Linked DNA regions of Macaca mulatta: region 2 is linked to region 1. The links are chromatin contacts, called in public Hi-C maps. All regions are on one chromosome and are shown on one strand. Each heading gives the region's core, a stretch centred on a gene start, on an enhancer-like site or on the middle of the called end of the contact. The rest is flanking DNA. Distances are from core to core; before and after follow the strand shown.

The links. Hi-C and Micro-C count contacts between places; a contact is called where the count stands out from the background.
Region 2: a Hi-C map of fetal cortical plate shows a contact between it and region 1, with 1.7 times the contacts expected there. The contact joins the promoter of ZNF879 here to the promoter of LOC144329390 in region 1.

Annotation. Positions count from the first base shown.
Region 1 is chr6:187,802,700-187,808,827 of T2T-MMU8v2.0, reverse strand. LOC144329390 (ZFP2 zinc finger protein) reads right to left here and starts at 2,931. Exons shown (of 6, transcript XM_077937510.1): 1 at 2,857-2,931; 2 at 105-198. ZFP2 (ZFP2 zinc finger protein) reads right to left here. Exons shown (of 13, transcript XM_077937497.1): 9 at 105-198.
Region 2 is chr6:187,938,144-187,944,271 of T2T-MMU8v2.0, reverse strand. It overlaps ZNF879 (zinc finger protein 879), which reads right to left and starts at 2,229. Exons shown (of 5, transcript XM_015141619.3): 1 at 1,858-2,229; 2 at 1,015-1,082. The coding sequence starts at 1,047. It also overlaps the pseudogene LOC100425559.

The DNA of each region.
Region 1 (6,128 bases), core at 1,682-4,181:
AAAATATCCAGCATTCTGCCATTTCAATAACCCGGTCCTCAGCAGTGAGGCCCACATGCAGTACACGAGTAAGGGGGAGGTTTGAGAGAGAAAAATGAGCTCACCCCAGCTCCCAAAGGCAGAAGCCAAGCAGCCATTGCCTTCTCCTTCCTTCCTGTGTTTCTTCCTTGGGGAGGGACAAAACCAGAGGAGGCAGAGCTGAGGGAAGGGAAAGAAGCCATGAGAAACAAGACTCCTCCAACAGCAATGAAAATACCTATAAATAAACTAAATAAGACCTGAATAGTAGCTACATAAAGAAAATGATTTTCACGTATTAAGTTGACTTCATTATGCCTATTTAGCTATATAAAGATGAACAACAGAAGAGACATGACATGTTCTTGCACAAGACGTCTCAATATACAGGATGTCATTTCTTTAATTCATAAACTTAACACATTCCCAACCAAGTTATGCCTAAGTAACAATATTTTAAAGTTAATATGGGCCAAGCGCAGTGGCTCACGCCTGTAATCCCAGCACTTTGGGAGGCCAAGGTGGATCACTAGAGGCCAGGAGTTCGAGACCAGCCTGGCCAACATGGCGAAACCCTGTCTCTACTAAAAATACAAAAATTAGGGAGTGGTGGTGGGCGCCTGTGATCCCAACTACTCAGGAGGCTGAGGCAGAAGAATCACTTGAACTGGGGAGGTAGAGGTTGCAGTGTTGAGATCACACCACTGCACTCCAGCCTGGGTGACAGAGCAAGACTCCATCTCAAAAAAAAAAAAAAAAAAGGTTCGTTAATTATGGAAAAAATATTTAAGTTGTGCGTTACAACAGCTAAGATTTTTTTTTAAAAAGAATACTGATGAGAGACAACATGCCCGCCAGTATTCACAAAGCTACAAGAATTGGAACACAGTATTACTGACTTATTCACCAGATATACTGTTGACTACCTACTGCATACCAGGCACCATTGCATGGGGTAGGGGTGGATACAGCTGTCAATAAAACAGATAAACTCTCTGCCATAATGGATGTTATAGGCAAACAGGGAAAGGATCAATGGAACAAATTAAAATTCTACCAACCTAAATGGTTCAAATACACATGTATGTATATATGTGTGTGTGTGTGTGTATATATTTCATTCAAGATATGAAATAAATGACATTTCATATCACCAAAGAAAAAAATTACTAAGTAAACTGTAACAAAGGCTTACCATTTGAAAAAAAATGTAAATGTACACAAAACATGAAAGTACTAAGAGAAACTACAAACATTTTTGTGATCTCGTGGGACAGACAGCTTCTCTGCCAATGATGTCAAACACCCAAACGTGAAGAAAAGGTTTTCATGTCTGACCATACGAACCTGTGACATTTCTGCATAGTCAGGAAAGAAGCTTATTTATGTATGAGACACAACATTAAAATACAAAATGCAAACTGCATGAAAATATTCATTAGTGTTCAAAATGCAAATGTAAACAATCCTATCTTTTGCACCTCTCAGAAGTTCAAGAGAATACTAACATTCACAGTTGGTGTGGGTAAATCTCGCACTCTTACACTGCAAGTGTTTGTATAAACTGGAACTTTTCTGGAGGGAATAAGACAGGAAGTATCAAAAGCCTTACTGTACCCTTGACCTAGAAATTTCACTTTAAGAGACTTTTTTTTTTTTTTTTTTTTTTGAGACGGAGTCTTGCTCTGTCGCACAGGCTGGAATGCAGTGGCCAGATCTCAGCACTTTAAGAGATTTATAGAATAAGACAAAATGCAAAGATGTATGCAGCCAGATGGCCTATATTGTTTATAATACTGGGGGGGGAAAAAAAAAAAACCCTAACACAAAAACCTAAGGAGAGGATTAAATACGAGGATCCATACTTTCCCTCACACTCATTAAAACGACGACGTATTTAAAATCTGGTATAAGTAGATGGCGTCAACATATTGAAATGCTTTTTTTTCAGGTGTATTCTCTATCTTCATTGGATGTTTAGGCCAGTAAAAAACTATGAGGCTTAAGATTTGTGCACTTCAAACCCCTTACCAAACGCATCTCATGACTCAATTCTAAAAGATAGATGGTGAAAAAGTTACTAATATTCATATTTGTTTAAAAACAAAGCGCAAAGTGTTTCTACGCTTATACACATATTCACGCTGCCATGCAGATTGATATATATTTTGAATGATTGTTTTAATCTGAATTTTCTAGTTGCGCTACAGTGAAATGGCTTAAGGGAAAAAAAAGATTCCGAGGTAGAAACCTGCACCACGTTGGCCTCCCAATTCTTATTGAGAGATGGGAGGTGAACCCACGCCAGCGCCCTCCAAATGAGAACCAGAGGGCGGGTCCCCAGACACGGTTTACACAAAGGGCAGATGCTGCGCAGGGAGACCCGGCCTGTCGCCCAGAATCCCCAGGATGTCTGCGGGGCAGGTTCGCTCCACGTTCGCAGCATCTGCCCTGTCCCAGGACAAAACTGCGCGCGGCTGGGGAAAGCCAAGGAGGAACCTGGCTCTGAGCGACTCCTGGAACCTTGGGCCCCTCCCTGACCCGTGGTGGCTGGTGTGGCCCTTGTTCGAGCCCCCATCCCCGCTGCTCCCGGGCTGTGATTCCTCCTTGGCGCCTGACCAGGACCGCGCTGGAGGTCGGCAGCCCGTGTGCTCCTGCCGCCAGCTCCTGGGGAAGGAGCGCACCGGGAGCTGGAGGCCGCGCCCCCGGCCCATCTGCGGCGGGCCCGCCCCTCAGCCCTCAGGAGGCAGGGGCCTCGCCCAGCAGTGCGGAGCTCCTCCTGCGGGGGCCTACGAGACTCAGGCTGGCGCACACCCCCGCCACCGGCCCTGCACTCACCCTCTCCCAGCAGGAGCGCAGGAGCGGGAGCAGTGGCGACCGACGCAGCCGCGCCCGGCGCTTACGGCCCGGAGCGCCGGACTACATTTCCCACAAGGCAGCGGGGCTGCAGCGCGAACAGGCCGTCGGAGTGCGCAGGCACGGGGGCCCAGAGGGCAAGGCTGTGCCAGTGGCCCACTGTGTGGCCGCTGCAGGTCATCGGTGTGTCCAGGCGGGACGCGGGGTTCCCAGGCGGCCCCTTACCCCGCCTAAAGAACTCTGTCTGGCCAGGTGTGGTGGCTCACGCCTGTAATCCCAGCACTTTGGTAGGTGGTGGATCACCTGAGGTCAGGAGTTCGAGACCAGCCTGACCAAAATGGAGAAACCTTGTTTTCACTAAATATGCTTTAAAAAAAAAAAAGAAAAGAAAAAAAAAGGCCGGGCATGGTGACGCATGCCTGTACTCCCAGCTACTTGGGAGACAGGCAGAATTGCTTGAACCCGGGAGGTGGAGGTTGCACTGAGCTGAGATTGTGCATTGCACTCCAGCCTGGGCAACAAGAGTGAAACTCTGTCTCAAAACAGACAAGCAAAAAATTAGCTGGGCACGGTGATGTGCACCTGTAATCCCAGCTACTCTGGAGGCTGAGGCAGGAGAATCGCTTGAACCCGGAAGGCAGAAGTTGCACTGAGCTGAGCTCGTGCCATTACACTCTAGCCTGGGTGACAGAGCAAGACTCCGTCTCAAAACAAAAAACAAAAAGAAAAGAAAAAGAGTCTCTCTTTGGAGTCTGTGGGCATCCACCCCATGGGGAGGGGAGGTGGCCTTGGCTAAGCCTCACTGTCCTCTGAAAGCATGGAACCCAGAGGTCCTCCTTACCAAGGAATAACGAAGAGATGAGGCTGCACAGTGCCGCACGTGTTGCGGGCCTCTCAGGAGTCACTACCACACCCCGTCCCCCAGCTCACTCACTGTCAGGCACTGCTCGGAGTGCTTCAGAATTATCAATGTACAGAATGTAGACAAAATCTCCATCAGTTAAATGTGTGGCCTATGTTTGGGTAATTTCAAATGGATCTGCCACTTTGGAACTTGGAGAAGTGCAGATCAACGTAGTAGCTTATATGGTAACACTTGGTTTTCTAAAGGTAGCTGCTAATTTCCTCTGCTTCTTTCACGGTGACAAAGACACTCTCCTTACCCAAACTTTAGGCCTCTAAGCCCCTCTTTTTAACCAGGCCTTGTCCTGGGCCTGCAAGTCCCTAGAATCCTGCTAGAGAGCCAATCCTCAATAGTTAGCCAAATTTCTCATCTGCCACCTTGAAGTCTTAAGTCCTTGACCTGCCTTTAGCGACAATCCCCATACCCCTGATGTCTGCTTTTAGACATTTTTCACCCACTGACTCCTCACTGTGCTTGTACGCTTTATAAATCCCAGGCTGGCTTTGCTGTAATCAGAGTTGAGCTCAGCTTTACTGAAGCTGCTTTCCTCCACTGCAATACTTAATAAAATCTGTTTTACTGTCTTTAATACCTTTTTCTTTCACAACTGTCTGAACTATTTCAAAATACTGAAAAATACGAAAAACTTAACTATTCATATAGTCAACCTAAGGTAACCCAGATAGCCCCAAACATTATTAACTAAAAAATCTACTGCTGCACTAAGACGTATGGCTTGAACAAGTTGTCTCCAGAATCACAAGAACACTGTAACATGGAAACCTCCTAAACATATTCATCACAGTTGTTCTGGTAGAGAAATGGTCCTTCATCAACCTCCACAACATAGAGTGTGCAATTTCAAAAAGTAGGTAAAGAGGTTGGGGTGGAAGAGAGAAAATCAGAAAACTTGAAACAAACAGTAAACAAGAAAATGATAGCAATAAATCCAAGTCTATCAATAATCACTACATAGACACATGGAATGAGCTTTCAAATGAAAAGAAAAGGCCAGGTGTGGTGGCTCACGCCTGTAATCCCAGCACTTTGGGAGGCTGAGGCAAGCAGATCACCTGAGGTCGGGAGTTCAGGATGAGCCTGACCAACATAAAGAAACCCCTTCTCTACTAAAAATAAAAAATTGGTCAGGCATGGTGGAGCATGCCTGTAATCCCAGGTACTCGGGAGGCTGAGGCAGGAGAACTGCTTGAAGCAGAGAGGCAGGCAAAGGTTGCAGTGGGCTGGGATTGCGTCATTTCATTCCAGACTGGACAACAGGAGTGAAACTCTGTCTCAAAAAAACAAAAAAAAAAAAAACAAAAAAAAAAAACCTGTCAGAATAGATTTGTAAAAATCTAGCTATTAAAACATGAGGATAAACAAAGGTTGAAAGTCAAAGGTGGAAAAAGATAAAACAGGCAAATACTAAACATAGAAAGTTTATGTAGCTACATTTAGATCAAACAAAAACTTCAAGGTAAAAAATATTACTACAGGTAGAGAAGGTAATTACATAATGATAAAAGGATTAATTTAGCTAGGCACAGTGGCTCATGCCTATAATATTCTAGCACTTTGGGAGGCCGAGGCGGGTCAATCACCTGAGGTCAGGAATTCGAGACGAGCCTGCCAACATGGTGAAACCCCGTCTCTACTAAAATACAAAATTACCCAGGTGTGGTGGCGGCACCTGTAGTCCCAGCTACTCGGGAGGCTGAGGCAGGAGAATCACCTGAACCCGAGAAGCAGAGATTGCAGTGAGCTGGTATCAGGACACCGCACTCCAGCCTGGGCAACAAGAGCGTGACTGTCTTTAAAAAAAAAAGGCATTAATTTATCAGGAAAGAAAATATTTTAAACTTTTATGTATTTAATAACTAAGATACAAAATACGTAAAGCAAACATGGGCAGAACCAAGAGTTCTGAGAAATCCACCACAGCAGGGAGTCAGTTTTAGTTTTGTTTCCTTTGTTTTTTGTAGGGATGGGATCTTACTTTGTTGCCCAGGCTGGTCTCAAGCAATCCTCCTGCCTTGGCCTCCCAAAATGCTGGGATTATAGGCCTCAGACACCACCCTGGCCTCAGAGTTTTTAACCTACCTTCTCAATAACTAGTAGAAAAGCTGACAAAAAGGTCACTATAGATATGAAATATATGAAAAGCAAAATTAGTTTTATATTAATGAATGGACATATAGGCTAGTCCATCCCAAAACTGAAGAAAACATGTAAAAGCATATATTTATTTACGAAAAGATCTCATACTAGTCTGTAAAGTAGCCTCAACACATTTCAAAGAATTGGTATCACATGAGACCATATTCTTTGACAATGTAATTAAGCTAGACAT
Region 2 (6,128 bases), core at 980-3,479, 140 kb before region 1:
AGAGCAGTGGCGCGATCTCAGCTCACCGCAACCTCCACCTTCCAGGTTCAAGTGATTCTCCTGCCTCAGCATCCTGACCTACTGGGATTACAGGAGCGCACCACCAGACCCACCACACCTGGCTTTTTTATTTTTTATTTTTTGAGATGGAGTCTCACTGTGTCACACAGGCTGAAGTGCAGTGGCATGATCTCTGCTCACTGCAACCCCCGCCTCCCGGGTTCAAATGATTCTCCTGCCTCAGCCTCCAGACTATAGTTGGGACTATAGGCATGCACCACCATGCCCAGTTAATTTTTGTATTTTTAGTAGAGACCAGGTTTCACCATGTTGGTCAGGCTGGTCTTGAACTTCTGACGTCAAGTGATCCACCTGCCTTGGCCTCCCAAGGTCCTGGGAATACAGGGCCTCTCTTTTAGAAATTTTCCAGTGTTAGGAAGGGATTATTTTACCCCTCCGTGTCTTTGTCCTCCACAAGGCAAAAACATACCTAAATCTTTCACAAAGCTCTGGGAGTGGCAGTGGCCTGGCATTGGAGCCCCATTAAATTCTTTGTCAAAAAGTATGAGACTGGGGGCCGGGCACGGTGGCTCACGCCTGTAGTCCCAACACTTTAGGAGGCTGAGGCGGGCAGATTGCTTGAGGTCAGGGGTTCGAGATCAGCCTGGCCAACTTGGTGAAATCTGGTCTCTACTAAAAATACAAAAATTAGCCGGCTGTGGTGGCACATGCCTGTAGTCCCAACTACCAGGGAGGCTGAGACTGCAGTGAGCCGTGTTCGTGCCACTGCACTCCAGCCTGGGTAACAGAGTGAGACCCTATCTCAAAAAAGAAAAAAAAAGTATGAGACAGGCTCTAAGGCAAGGGAAACACCTTCCTTCCAGAGTTCCTCAGCTACCAAGCCCTCTGGTCCTTCCCTGAGCTTCACTGGGTAGAGAAGCTCAACAACAGATGAACAAGTTTGCCACCTCTAGACCCCGAAGGCAGTTCAAGCAAAAAGAAGCCTTCACTCACCTGTACCTGGGCTGGCAGCAACCTCCTTGCCATTTCTCCCTCCCTGCTGCCCCTCTTGGGGAAGGCACCTGGAATGGAGAAAGAAGCTGTGAGGTCTTTTCATCCAGCCTGCATGCCCACCCTCATTAGACCAGACCAGGTTAGAAGCCATAAGCTGAGCATCTGCAGAGAAGGAGCCTGGCACTGTCCAGGCCACAGGGGCCTTGAGTCCGGCCACCTAAACCAGTGTGGGAAGCCGGTACACAGTCACCGGGCCTGCCACCTTTCTGCCAGTGCTTTACGATAAAGACGAATGGAGCGAAGGGATGAAGACCATCTGGCGTGCATTAAGCACCATCAGGCAAGGCTCATCCAGATAGAGTAATAGGAAATGACACAATATTCCACACATCTGCACTTGGATGTTGTTCAATACGAAAAACAGCAATTGAAGAACTGATGCCCTTTTTAGGAACAGCCAACCAAAAATTAGTCCTCTTTTCTTCCTCTTGTAAGTTTTCTTTCATCAAAAACAGTTATCAAAGCTGCTTAAAGGTGGCGTTACCCATTCTCCCCGGCCCAAAAAACAAGGGCTCAAAAGAATAGCACCACCGGCTAGAAATGGATTTAAAATTTAGAGAAATGGGAAGTAACTTAGCAAGTGGACATGGTTACGGTAAATAAAAAAGGAAATGGTTAAATCTCTCCAGGACTAACTGTAGGAAAACACCGCCAAACGAGCAAGACTGCCAAAAACGAGTTAATCTAAAGTTTAAACTCCGGGAAACGGAGTAGAGGGAGGGTTAAACCCACGAACGCCAAGAGCGGAAAACCGCCCGGAGGGCTCTGGACCCGGAACCGAACCGGCGTTTTGCAGTTTCTTTTCTGGAGCCGTTTCCCCCACAGTCCGGCCCAGGCTGCGGCCCAGGAGTCCAGCGGCGTCGACGCGCTCTCCCGGCCACCGCCGGGCCCTTCCCAGGCCACGCCCCCTCCGGGGCCGGGTTCACCTGCCGAGGCCGCCGCGGCTCGGACGCCTGGAGCCCGGGCTCGGCGGGCACGCGCGGCAACCAGCACTCGTCCTGGTCCCGCCGCGACAGCCGCACGCCCCGGGCCCGCCCTCACCGGCAGCCCGTACCTGGGCCCGCCACGGCGGGGAGAGCGCAGCTGCACACCGCACCAGAGGCGAACAGAACACCTAGTTCAGAGACGCTTCCCGTCGCCGCCGGGCGCCACTGCGCTTGCGCGCCGAAGAGCCGACGGGTTTCCCTGGCTGAACCGCAGCGTTTGTCCCTCCGGACTTCATTTCCCAGTCGTCGCCGCGGCACCACCACTTACGGTGTCCGAGAGGCAACCACAGCCCCGAGAGCGGAGAAGGCGGTCGGGCTGTGGAGTTGGAGAAGGCTGGAGTCCCTCCAGCTTGGGCTCCAGCTACTCTCTGCTAAACCACTCACTATATTCGTAGTTAGAATGACAATAGTAAGACGGAAAATTGAGTATGAATTTTTAAATGTGGAAGACTAGCTGCCGCTGATTATTCACAGGTGGTGAGAGAACTATTACAGTCCATTCCGCAATTTTAATAAAAAAGGAATTATGTCTAAATTTTGTAACCTCGGCGGAGCGCGGTGGCTCGCGCCTGTAATCCCAGCCCTTTGGGAGGCCGAGGTGGGCGGATCGCGAGGTCAAGATGGATCGAGACCATCTTGGCCAACACGGTGCAACCTCGTCTCTACTAAAATACAAAAAATCAGCCGGGCGTGGTGGCGGCGCCTGTAGTCCCAGCTACTCGGGAGGCTGAGGCAGGAGAACGGCGGGAACCCGGGAGGCGGAGCTTGCAGTGAGCTGAGGTCGCGCCACTCACTCCAGCCTGGGCGACAGAGCGAGACTCCGTCTCAAATAAATAAATAAATAAATTTTTGTAATCTTTACATATTTACTGGCACTCAGAGTAAAACAAAAGCATAAACCCAGTATTTCCCTCTTCATGGCACTCACTTCTTTTGAAGTGACTTCTTTTGAAGTGACTTCTTTATTTTAGGGTTAAAATAAAGTGAAATAAATAAATAAAGTGAAATAAAATAAAAGTGACTTCTTTAAAGTCACTTTTTGAAGTGATTTATTTTAGGGTTAAAATAAAGCCCAACTCCCAGCGCTATCATCACAACTGCCTCCTCGATAACCTGCACTGTGATTTTTTAAACATCCAACATTAGGGTTTACAGAGGCAAACCTAAACGCAAAGGGTACTTGAAGATAGAAAACGCAGAGATGGACTAAGAGATGTCAGGTAGATAGTATGAAAAAGAAATCTTGGATCGCAGTGTTACAATAATACAAGGATTATTTCACAGTAAAAATAATTAAATTGAACAAAATGGATGTTTTATATTGTTAAAACATAATAATGTACCTCACTAATCATTAGGGGAATGCTGATCAAACATCCACTGTAATTTCACACTCATTAGGATGGCTATTATAAAATGTGGGAAAAAAGAAAACCAGGAAACAATCCTTGTGCATTAATGGTGGGAATATAAAATGGTACCGCTGCGCTGGAAAACGGTGTGGCAGTTCCTCAAAAAAAATTAAAGATAGAATTAACATATGGGCAATTCCACTTCTGGATCATATGTTATTTTTGTGTTTAATTATTATTTTAAAATAATAGTAATAAAGAGATAACAGTTGTAGACCATTATTGGCAAAACAACATAGCACTGAGATTTACAAAGTAAAGGGTGGCAGACTAAGTACCCATGATTACCTCCCTTTTTCTCTTCATATTCTTCAAAGTAACCCCAAACATATATAATTTTCAAAGGAGCAAATCTCATGCAACTCTAGAAAAATACCATCAGAACACCAGAGATTGAGAAAAACATTTGGAAGACATGCAGGAGATAAGTGCTCTGATATCCAAAATCTAATAAAAAGATTCAGAAGAAGAAAGCAGAGAAAATGGGGAGGTGGGGAATAATAACACATAGATTACATAAAGAGATAGTGATAGAAATATAGCAGAAAACACATTCAAGCTGAGGAAGGCCTGAGTCTTCAGAGTAAATAAAATGTAGGGTGTTTGGCATAATGAATGAGCTAGGGTAGGGATGGCCCATAAAAAATACATCCCCGATGAAATATCAGAACTCTGAGGATAAACAGAAACCCCTAAAAGTGACCAGAAAAGATGGAATAAAAGGTTCGCATGTGTTATTTGCTACAAGTGATAGAAGATGGAACTGCTCAGGTTGGCTGAAATGAATAAGACATAGCAAGAAATCACTGGGGCAGACTCCAGCTACAAAAGAATCAGGGGTTCTGTGATGTCAGCAAAAACCAGGTTTTGGCTGGGCGTGGTGGCTCAAGCCTGTAATCCCAGCTATTCAGGAGGCTGAGGCAGGGGAATTGCTTGAACCTGGGAGGTGGAGCTTGCAGTGAGCCGAGATCGCGCCACTGCACTCCAGCCTGGGACACAGAGCAAGACTCTGTCTCAAAAAAAAAGAAGAAGAATCAAATGAAGTAAAACTTGCATGGATTACAAGAAACTGTAGTAAGTAAATCAACAAGTAAAACGTATCTGAATCAAAATGATGGTTAAGGCAATTTGAAGGTAATTTAATAACAGGATGAAAAACCCAGATGATTACAAAAGAGAGTGACAATGAAGAAATAGGAGATATGATAGCATGCTAAGGTTCTTGTCTCATTCAAAGGAATAGACATAGATAAAAATTAATTTTAGATTTTTTTTATGTTTAAATATGTATGTTAAATATAAGAAAGCACTGGGCAAATAGAAATCTGATATACGACTTTGTAACCAGCCCTAGAGTAATCTTAAGCTACATTTTATATCCTTACTAATAGTAAAAGTTTTTTGTTTTTTTTTTTTTGAGACAGAGTCTCGCTCTGTCACCCAGGCTGGGGTGCAGCGGCGCAATCTTGGCTCACTGCAACCTTCGCCTCCCTGGTTCAAGCAATTCTTCTGCCTCAGCCTCCCGAGGAACTGGGATTACAGTCACAAGCCACCACACCCAGCTAATTTTTGTATTTTTAGTAGAGATGGGGTTTCACCATGTTGGCCAGGCTGGTCTCAAACTCCTGACTTCATGATCCGCCTGCCTCAGCCTCTCAAAGTGCTGGAATTACAGGCATAAGCCACTGCACCTGGCCAAAAATATTATATGGATAAATTCAAATGTGTATACATATTGCAGGATAAAGTAAATAAACAATTACATTAATGTCAATAGCCAAGATTTTCAGAGTAAGCAAAAAAAAATACAAATAAAATGTATTACTAGTTAAGTGAAAAGCCTATTAGTTAATATTCAAATTGAAAATATCAACAATTGATTTTTGGTTCTTTCTAAAAAAAAAAAAAAAAGTCCCTGTTCCTATTCACTGCAAAGCCTAGAAGGAATGACAATCCAATAGTAATTAGCTACCAAATGATGGTCTCTAGATTCGCATTTAACACAAAGGCTTATGATAAATTCAAGGCAGGGAAGGCCCAAGATAGGTACGGTGGCTGAAAGCAGGAAAGCTGTCATAAGAGACATGTCAAAAGGACACAGGAACCAAGCTCAAGGGTTTCTGTTGGACAAAGATGGAAGAATTCATCACCAAAAAGAATGATAGCTACAATGGATTAAAATGTATCAAACGCCATAAAAATGTGTTTACTATTTCCGGCCAAGATGGAGTAAAAAAGACTGGAATGACTGTCCCACCTTATGCACACACTACCACTGCCACCAAGAGAAAACATGTAGCAAGAGACATCAGACAATAAAGGACATTGGTTCCAGAGAGTCAAAAACAAATGAGGCGAGCCCTACAACTGTCCCATCTTACTGCTTTGACAGAGTCTTCAAGTCAAAGCACAGAAAAGGCACTTGAAAATCCCACATGCATTCCCAATAAAGTCTTCCACCAAGCTAGAAATGCAAAAGAATTTGTCTACGAAACACTACGCTAAGACTATCCTTTTTTTTTTTTTTTTGAGACAGAGTCGTCTAGCTCTGTCCCCCAGGCTGGAGTGCGGTGGCGCGATCTTGGCTCAGGGCAACCTCTACCTCCTGATTTCAAGCAGTTCTCCTGCTTTAGCCTCCTGAACAGCTGGGAATACA